3 separate regions of the Zea mays genome follow, and regions 2 and 3 are each linked to region 1. Evidence: chromatin contacts called from public Hi-C data. All regions are on one chromosome and are shown on one strand. Each heading gives the region's core, a stretch centred on a gene start, on an enhancer-like site or on the middle of the called end of the contact. The rest is flanking DNA. Distances are from core to core; before and after follow the strand shown.

Region 1 (2,918 bases), core at 170-2,669:
TCCTGCAATATGGAGCCCAACACGATAAGTATTAATGGTTCGTTTGGACCCTAGGAGCTAAAACAAAAGTAATTAAAGTTTAGACACTTAGAAGCTAACGATCTAAACAAAAAGAACTAAAAGTGACTAAAATAGTAAAAATGTATCAATTTAGTTACTTTTAACTATCCTTGTTTGGATCTTTAGCTCCAAAGGGACTAAATTGTAGTCACTTTTATTTTAGCTCATAGAATCTGACAGTCCCTGAGAGTGTATTTGGGTGAGTTGTGGTCTTTGAAAAAAGTGGTTGTGGGATATGAGTTGTAGGTTATAGAAAAATAATGGTAAGTTATGAGCTATGTGGAAGTTGAAATCCGTTTAATTTAACATCAGTGTCTTTTAAAAAAACTATTGTCATTTATCTCAATGACAAGCAGACTTTGTGTGTCTACCTCATCTTCTTTCTTCGAATGGATCTATGGCCAAGGTCGTGCTTGCCTACTAGTAGATCCACACTCGCCTGTATGATGTTCTAGGTTGTTTAGTCATGATCACGGTGAAGTTTGAGGACGCCATCGTAATGAACTAACAAAAAAATCTATCACACTCATACATGATTTTGACTACACTTAGTTTCCAAAATTGTTCGCTTTAGATTAAAACTAGTTATTCAGATTACCGCAAAGAGATAAAATATTGTAGAATCAGTAGAATCGATACGAATTAAAGCTAAGTGAATCAATACAAAGTTCACGTGAAAAAAATGAGTACGCGCACTACCGGTCCGCAACTTAAACAGGTACCTCATGTCGCCTAATCATAAACTGCATTATTTTAGTCCTTGTTAAAGGTATGCCGTACCGTCCATATACTGACAAAGTGCACTATTTTTATACTTGTCAAGATGTGTCACATTGATCCTCTGGACAAACGGATCTGACGTCATGCTGATGACATACTAAATATATACTGATATGGATCCAAACGGGTGTCGGCAATGGTCATCTAAACTTAAAATTAGTTTTTGAATCTTATCATTGTAAAATATAGTAGAAAAACATATTTAAAATTTATTCTTCACATAATAAAATTAATCAAACCAAGATAAAAAGCAGCACACCTAGAAAATCAATTTCATAAAGTTGTAAAAAATAGTATAATTAAATTGCAAATAACTTAATAAGATGTAAAAATATATAATTTATAAAATATCTCGTTTCTTAGTTAAGTCATTGCTAATTTAACTAAATAAAATTTCTTTATAATTTTTCAAACCAAATTTCCTATAGGTTTTACTTTTATTCTTTCATCAGGCCCACGTCTTCACGGCCCAATCATCACTCGTCCTATCCTGGCAGCCCGATTCTGTGGCCCGCCCCCTCTCAGTAAAACAAATCGCGGCCTAGCTGTCCTCCGCGGCTCCGCCACAGTGTCCATCCGCTGCGGCGCAGTCCCATGCGCGGCGTCCACTCGCCGGCGGCCCAACTTCTCAAGCCTTCACTCCTACGCGCGCTTCGCCTTCCCCTCTCCTGGAAGGGAGACGGCCATTCTCACCCGTGCTCCGGATTTGTGGTAGTTCAACTTCAACCGTGTGTAATCACCCCCCCCCCCCCCCCCCCCCGAGCATTTGTGTGATTATTTCTTCGAGATTCCAGTGCTAAGTTGCATTTGCGTCCACGCTGATCTACAGTAAACTGAGCAGGTGACGGACGTATTGCTCGGAGTTTGGGGACCAGTCAATTATGGAGGTTACTGGAGGCCCCGGTCCAAGAATCTTGTGTTGCCTGTACAGTGTAGCCATCGCTGCCGCTTTGCCCCCAAATATGGATGCCACTGGAGAGAATGTGCTGTGTGCCTTCACATCAACCAAGGAATCAAGATATCTAAAGAGGTAGTGTATTCACTCGACACACACTGTCAATACCAACACGACAAGATTGCCCAACTTGGGTATTCGTTTGCATTTTGTTGATGAATTCATTTTGCATTTTTTTTCCAGTTAAATAGACCATCGAGGTAGCCTTTCAATGCCACTAGAAGCACGTCACGTGCATCGCTGAATAGATTCTCAACTTGTGTCGTGTGCTATGCAGCTCCTTTTGGTGATGCTTGGACATGGACGGTCTGAGTTCTTACTAAGCGATACAATTGCATGATACAATACTACTTGTCTGCGGAACATACACCATTTCTTAGTATGGCTGCAGATTCAATTAGGCTTTAGGATTGAAATCTTAGTCTCAAAAGGCAATTCAACAATATATACGAAAAAAACAAGGATCTCCCAAAGGCAAAATAGATTGGAAATTTTTTCCATATTAGAGTGTGGTGCCAATCCAATCTTCAACTGTAAAAATCTTATGTCACACAATCGCACTAAGTGATGTTGTTTAAGCTACAGAAAGTTGCATTTGTGGTTATGAACCTGCTATGAAGGGCATGCTGCTGGTAGAAGCCATTGCTAATTTGCTATAGATAGAGTGATAGACTTACTCGTTACACGTACACATGAGGATATGTATGCCATGTCTATGGTGCTTCAGGCCACGGTCAGAGAATCTCATCATATGACAGTGGTCCAGCATCTATGATATCCTGCTCATTGGATGCAACAAAAAAAAAACCTTTTAGTCCCAAGCAAGTTAGGGTAGGCTATCCTGCTCAATGGGTGCAACAAGTAAAATCTTATATGAAGTGTGTAACACTTAACACTTCAATAAAGCCATCCAAGTAAACCATTCTCTTACAATTTTCAGAAAGTTGAAATGAACAAAAGAAAAACTGAGCACTATTTCAAGGGGTGAATAGTCGACAGATTATTATTTCAACATACAATAGGCAGCAGCAATTACCGGTTTACCACATGGTGTCAATATTTCAGTATGATGACCATGAGTCTTTATCACATTTATTATGATTAATCATACGTTTCATATCAG
Region 2 (2,918 bases), core at 160-2,659, 330 kb before region 1:
TTCTATTTTGAATCTCTTTAGCAAGTATTTGGTGTATTTGTCTTGGCGGATAAAGTTACCTTCATTTACTTGATTTGAAAGCTAAAGAAAGAAAGTAAGCTCGATGATCATCGACATCTCGAACTCTTTTGACATCAACTCACCAAACTCCTTACAATGACCTTCATTTATCGAGCCAAAGATTTAATTGCCAACATAAACTTGATAGAACTTGAGGGATTTTGACCAACGTTGTGATTCCTCGAGGGATTTTGACAAGGGTGTGTGAAAGCAAGAGAAGATCATTCTCCTTGTGTTATTGAGCACTTGATGAAGCCCTAGTCATTTAGTGCGTTAATTAATTAATTAATTAATTAATCATAGAGCTTAACTCCTAGAAAACTAAATGTTGCCCAGGATAGGATAAAAGGAGTGGGTCGAAAAAAACTCCACAGCCTTTATGATGACGTCGGAATGGCCGCTTCCAATACACCTGCATCCAAGGCAATGATTGATCATATCGAAGGCAGAGAGCTAGGGGAAGCACCCGAAGGTCTCAAGAGAATGCATGACTGCCAATAATGAATGTTGGACAACATAGAACTGTAGAGCAGCTAGGCCGGCACCATCAGCAACTCGAGGAACTTGATAGCTGCAGGAGGTAACGATGGCCTCGCACTCGCTGATAAACAAAGTACGATGTTATGTTCATTAGTTCATACATGAATATGATAATTTCTCTCGACTCTAGCACACACTTGGGGCCGAAACTCTAAAGTTGGGCCGGTGTGCGAGAGCAGGCCGGGCCTGATATTCTTGGGCTTGAGGCTGTCTGCCTTGAGTCGGGGCGCTGCTAACGGTCATCTATTTCACGCTCCATCCATATGCAGGGGCCGGGGGGGGGGGGGGGGGGGGGGGACGGTTACCGCGGGCGGAAATGTCCGTACTCCGTAGGCTCCCTCCCGAGTCAGCTGATGCAAATTTTATTTTAAGGTGCACGGAAGTATATGCTCTCTTTAGTACCAGGATAAATATATATGTCCAGGTGCCTTGCCTCTTCTCAGGGGCATGGCTGCTGGATCCACAAGAGTAGTGATGCAGCTGTGTACGTGTGGGTGTCCCGTACTGCGCAGCAGACCACGCCGTACAGCAGCGCAGCTCGAAACCTCACCGGCCCAGCCGCAAAAGCGCCCGGTGGCCCGCCCCATTTCCTTCGCCGAGAGGCCGCGACGTGGCGAGCAACATGCAGCACGGGCCTCCACGCCTCTCCACGTAGTCGCCCCGCGCCAAACCACCTCCCCACGACGCCACGCCAGCCTCCGATAGCTCGGCAACCAACAGAGCCCTCAATACCGCCCATGCCGGTTGCCGGATACGATACCGCCCCAGCCCAACCCCTATAAAACCCCGCGCCACCAACCCTACGGTTGTTATATCTCCTCAAGGCACGTTCACCACAGTCCTCTCTTTCCCCGGCACCACCACCACCCAGGCTAACCGGACTGGACCGAGTGTTGAACAACACTGAGGGCGAGGCAGATAGAGCGACGGCAGGCATGGTGAGCCGTGAAAATTTGCACCTGGTGCTGGACCCGGCGTCTCTGGGCGCGCCGTGGGCCGACCCGTCCGCCGCAGAGATCCCGCCGCAGCTCCTCGCCGCGCTGGGAGAGTACCTCTCCTCCACCCGCGCCGAGGGCGGCGACGTCGCGACGGAGGCGGACGACGAGTTCATGATGCACGAGTTCAAGGTGCGGCGGTGCGCGCGCGCGCGGAGCCACGACTGGACGGCGTGCCCCTACGCGCACCCGGGGGAGGCCGCGCGGCGGCGGGACCCGCGCCGCGTGGCCTACGCGGGGGAGCCGTGCCCGGACTTCCGGCGCCGCCCGGGCGCGGGCGCCGCGTGCCCGCGCGGGGCCGCCTGCCCGCTCGCGCACGGCACCTTCGAGCTGTGGCTCCACCCGTCCCGCTACCGCACGCGCCCCTGCCGCGCGGGCGCTGCCTGCCGCCGCCGCGTCTGCTTCTTCGCGCACGCCGCGGCCGAGCTCCGCGCCGGCGCCGGCGCCGGCGCCGGCGCCGCCAAGGACGGCTGCTCGCCGCTCGCGCTGTCGCTCTCGCCCAAGTCGACGCTGGCGCCGCCCTGGGAGTCGCCGCCGGTGTCGCCGGTGGAGGGCCGGAGGTGGGTCGACGAGCCGGCGGACGCCGAGGTGGAGGAGCTGTTGCTCGCGATGCGGGAGCTCGGATTCAGGAAGGCCAAGGCGTCGTCGTCGGCGCCGGTCCTGCCTGCGGCTGCGGTCACGGAGGACGACGGGCCGGACTTGGGATGGGTGTCGGAGCTGGTGATGTAGGCGTCCAAGATGTGGTGGATGCCGATCTGCGATCTCCTTCGCTCGCTGCTGCCGGCGTCGTCAACGGAACAGCTTCGTTAAGCAATATTGATCGTACCATTTTCTTTCATGAATTTGCATCATTCTTCTTGTGGATATAAACCAAACCTGGTGCAACTATTAATACTGCAATCTGTAAGCGTGGCGTGCTGCTGTACATGGTTCTCGTTCGTTCGATCATTACTACCAGTGTATATACAAAGTGTAGTTGCCTTCGCTGTCAGTACACTGCTGCCTTCTGGAATCGGTGTTCAGCTAATCTGCAATTAATCGGTGTTCAGTCGTGGAAGTACGTGTGTTCCATTCATCCGATCACTGCAGGGGGATTGGTCTTGGATGAAGGAAATGCGGTAGAGTTTCTGCAAATGGGAAACCAACATGGCCGGGCCGGTGATGACGACGATTCGCCATTGCCGCCATGACGCCGTCAGTGAGGCGGCCGGACGATGAGTACGACAAACATCCCCGGGGTTAAGAGGGGACGACGAAGTTGCGACCTTCCAAAGATGAAGCCCTAGCCCCTGGTCCAGAACATACTCTGGAGTCTGGACCGAG
Region 3 (2,918 bases), core at 232-2,731, 310 kb before region 1:
ACAGAACTGTATGGTCTGGCCTGTGGGTGGCGTGAGAGATTTGGCTATCGGAGATCTGACCTGAGTATTGGTGTAGAGATTGCGAGAGATCTCAATGTTTTCCTTGGACGTGCTGTCTCTCGCGCAGGGGGCCCACTGTCGCCTGGCGAGAGGGAGAGCAAGAGTGACGGATGAGAGCGACGTGGAGGTTTTTAATTGGTCCAGCCGTTGCAACTAGTTATTTTTGGAGTCCGAAAAATTCAAAAAATGAAAAAAAAAATCACAAATTTGATCATCAATCTCTATAAATACCCCTACTAAAGACCATCGATCTCTCTGGAGCTCTTTCCACACACTATTTCATTATGTTATACGATTTCTGAGCGAGCGCTGAAATAAACTTGTGTGAATTCTAAAAAAACTGAGCTATATAGCCTTCTATGGTCTGTACACTGAATCAAAGTTGAGTTGAGAGCTTATGTGGTAGGTGCGGGAGAGGATTCGGTTAATGGTCACTCCAAAGGAAGGAAACAGTCGATCATTATTTTCTGCCAGGACTGCAGTGCTTCGTATTTACCCAAACAGCAGTTTGTTTTGCCGAGCAGCAACAGTGCAGAACGGTCAATTATGTTGTGAGTGAGTCCCTCTAGTGCTCTACAGGTACTCCGATAGCAGAGCAAGCAACAGTTCACACCACCTCGTAAAATTCTCACAGTCAAGTCAAGTCAAGCCCGTGAAGGAAATCCCGCAGAACAAGAGTAGAGAAGTAAAAAAAAAAAAGAGAGAACGAAAAAACAGTTGCAGTGCTCTCGTCGTCTGCCTACAGGCTACAGCCTCACTGGTGGTACCCGTTCTGAATTGGGGCCGTGGGCCGTCCTGAACCCGTTGGCGGCGGCGAGGCCGAGGTCGGCGCAGGAGCTGGAGGCGGGCTTCTTGGCCACATCATCCCTCCCAGTCCCAGTCCCAGCGCGCCGTAGCTCTTGTTGGTCCTGTGCTTGTAGGGGCTGCCCTTCTTGCGCAGGTCCTCCAGGCAGCGCACCTCCGACATGCACGCGAACGACTGCGACTTGCCCTCGTAGTACCGCGATAGCCCTTTCCTGCAAGCCAGCCAGCCAGGTCCCCGATTCATGAGCAAAAATACCGTGAGGCGTGAGAAGACAGACCATGGGTGCAGGCGCGCGCGCACTTACTTGGCTGGGAGCTGCTGCGACACCATGGACGCCATGTCGTAGATGCTGTCCGAGTTCATCCTCCGCAGCGGCGGCACGAACGCGCGGCGCTCCTGGTCGCACGAGCCCTCGCCGCCGGAGACGGACGGCGCCGTCTCGAACAGCTCCTCGTCCCCCTCCTCGCGGTCCGCCGCGCCTCCAAGCCGGTAGCTCATGTCGCTCTGCTCTGCAGCGGCAAAGCCTCGCTCCGTCTCGCTCTCGCTAGCGGCTCACCCGAACAACCCAGGAGAAACGCTTCTCCCTCTCGGTCTCTTCCGCTTCGCTTCCTTGGGCTCCCTCTGCGCGTCGGCCTCCGCGGTGCGCGCTTTTATATAACTCCCGGCGCCACGCCGCGGCGAGATAACGCGCCCCGCGCCTGCCCTCCCCGCCCGCTTTCTCTCCGTCGGTCCATTGACGGATTGACCAACGCAAAAACCATCTGTCCATCTCGCGTCGCGAGCGAGTAACGTGCGAAATTCGGTGCGGAAACCATTTGTTTTTGCAGCGGTTCGTGGTCGTGCCCTCGCATCTCCCCGCCTGTGGCACTGTGCCGAGTGCCGTCGCGTCCATGGCACATCGGGTCCTGCGACCCACGCCGACACGTGGGGTGTAAATCTGCGTTAATAAAGGCGTGTTGGCTCGGGCTGGCCACTGCGGCGCTGCCACGCATGGCTTTCGCTCCGGAATCTGTTCTCCGATCTTATCCTCATCTCACTCCGGGTCCCGCGCGCACGAGGCCAGGTTTGGTTCGCAATCGCACCGGGTGGGGGTGCTGGCCGGTGGCCGCCAATCTCCGGGTCCGAACGCTCGGACTCGACCGGTCCGAAAGCGTGAACTCTGGTTTTGTTTAGATTATATCGTATATAAAATAATTTGAAATTTCTAACGATAAAAAACTTTTGTATCCGTAGTGTCTTGTGTACTGGTCTGGGTTACAACCGAAAATCTTTACGACCAAGCGTTTCGGGACAATCGAACCAAAACAGCCTATAGGAACTAGCTGGCTTATGGCTGGAGTAAATGGATAGCTTATAAGGAATTATTAAGATAAACTTCATTGGTATAAAAAGCGTGAAATCAAATACTTCTAAATACTTCTCCATCCAAAAATATAATATAATTTGTTTTAGACTAAAGATACATTCATTAATTAACCGGGGTCATGTGCTACTTCCAGATGGTAGATTGCCGCATCAGCTTGAAACTCACCTCCTTCTGTTTTTTTTTTTTTTTTTGCTTGAATCTGAGGGTTTTTTTTCTACGGTGTCATTATGTTCAGAATCATATTCAGAACTTACATCAAAACTAATGTTATACTCCAGGTTCGATTCGATTATGTGCATTGCGCTTGGGTTGAAACACAGGAGAGGTTTCGCTCTCAGGGATGTGTGCTTATGTGTACTACGTGGCGTCTGATTTGCTAACTTGCGGCGAGACTAGATACATATGTTTTTCCGTTTCAAGAAAAGGTGCTCCCCAAGTCAGGATTGATCGGTTCGCTCTCAATTCATATAAATTAAGTGGGATTGAGGCCTTGTTCGGTTAGAATAGATTGAGCAGGATTGAAGAGATTTAATCTATTTTTATACAAATTTGTATATGAGGGGATTTAATCCTCCTCAATCCACTTTAAACCGAACAAGATATGAGTGTGTTTAAATACCAAGCAAGTCAAACTTCTTATGGCTTGTTCGTCTTACTCTCAATCCATATGTATTGGGTGGGATTGAA

What was found. A called contact is a pair of places that touch in the nucleus more often than the background predicts.
Region 2: a Hi-C map of ear shows a contact between it and region 1, with 2.2 times the contacts expected there. The contact joins the promoter of LOC100280678 here to the promoter of LOC100217045 in region 1. A contact is called at or near these places in 2 of 25 Hi-C or Micro-C datasets (ear and tassel).
Region 3: a Hi-C map of ear shows a contact between it and region 1, with 2.4 times the contacts expected there. The contact joins the promoter of LOC100381528 here to the promoter of LOC100217045 in region 1. A contact is called at or near these places in 2 of 25 Hi-C or Micro-C datasets (ear and tassel).

What each region holds. Positions count from the first base shown.
Region 1 is chr8:127,668,064-127,670,981 of Zm-B73-REFERENCE-NAM-5.0, reverse strand. LOC100217045 reads left to right here and starts at 1,419. Exons shown (of 7, transcript NM_001143417.1): 1 at 1,419-1,572; 2 at 1,670-1,870. It overlaps LOC118473137, which reads left to right and starts at 1,382. Exons shown (of 3, transcript XM_035961798.1): 1 at 1,382-1,551; 2 at 1,682-1,870. The coding sequence starts at 1,435.
Region 2 is chr8:127,994,214-127,997,131 of Zm-B73-REFERENCE-NAM-5.0, reverse strand. It overlaps LOC100280678, which reads left to right and starts at 1,409. Exons shown (of 1, transcript NM_001159256.2): 1 at 1,409-2,465. The coding sequence starts at 1,536. The coding sequence ends at 2,324.
Region 3 is chr8:127,975,407-127,978,324 of Zm-B73-REFERENCE-NAM-5.0, reverse strand. LOC100381528 (oxidative stress 3) reads right to left here and starts at 1,481. Exons shown (of 2, transcript NM_001174357.1): 1 at 1,170-1,481; 2 at 576-1,076. The coding sequence starts at 1,363. The coding sequence ends at 815.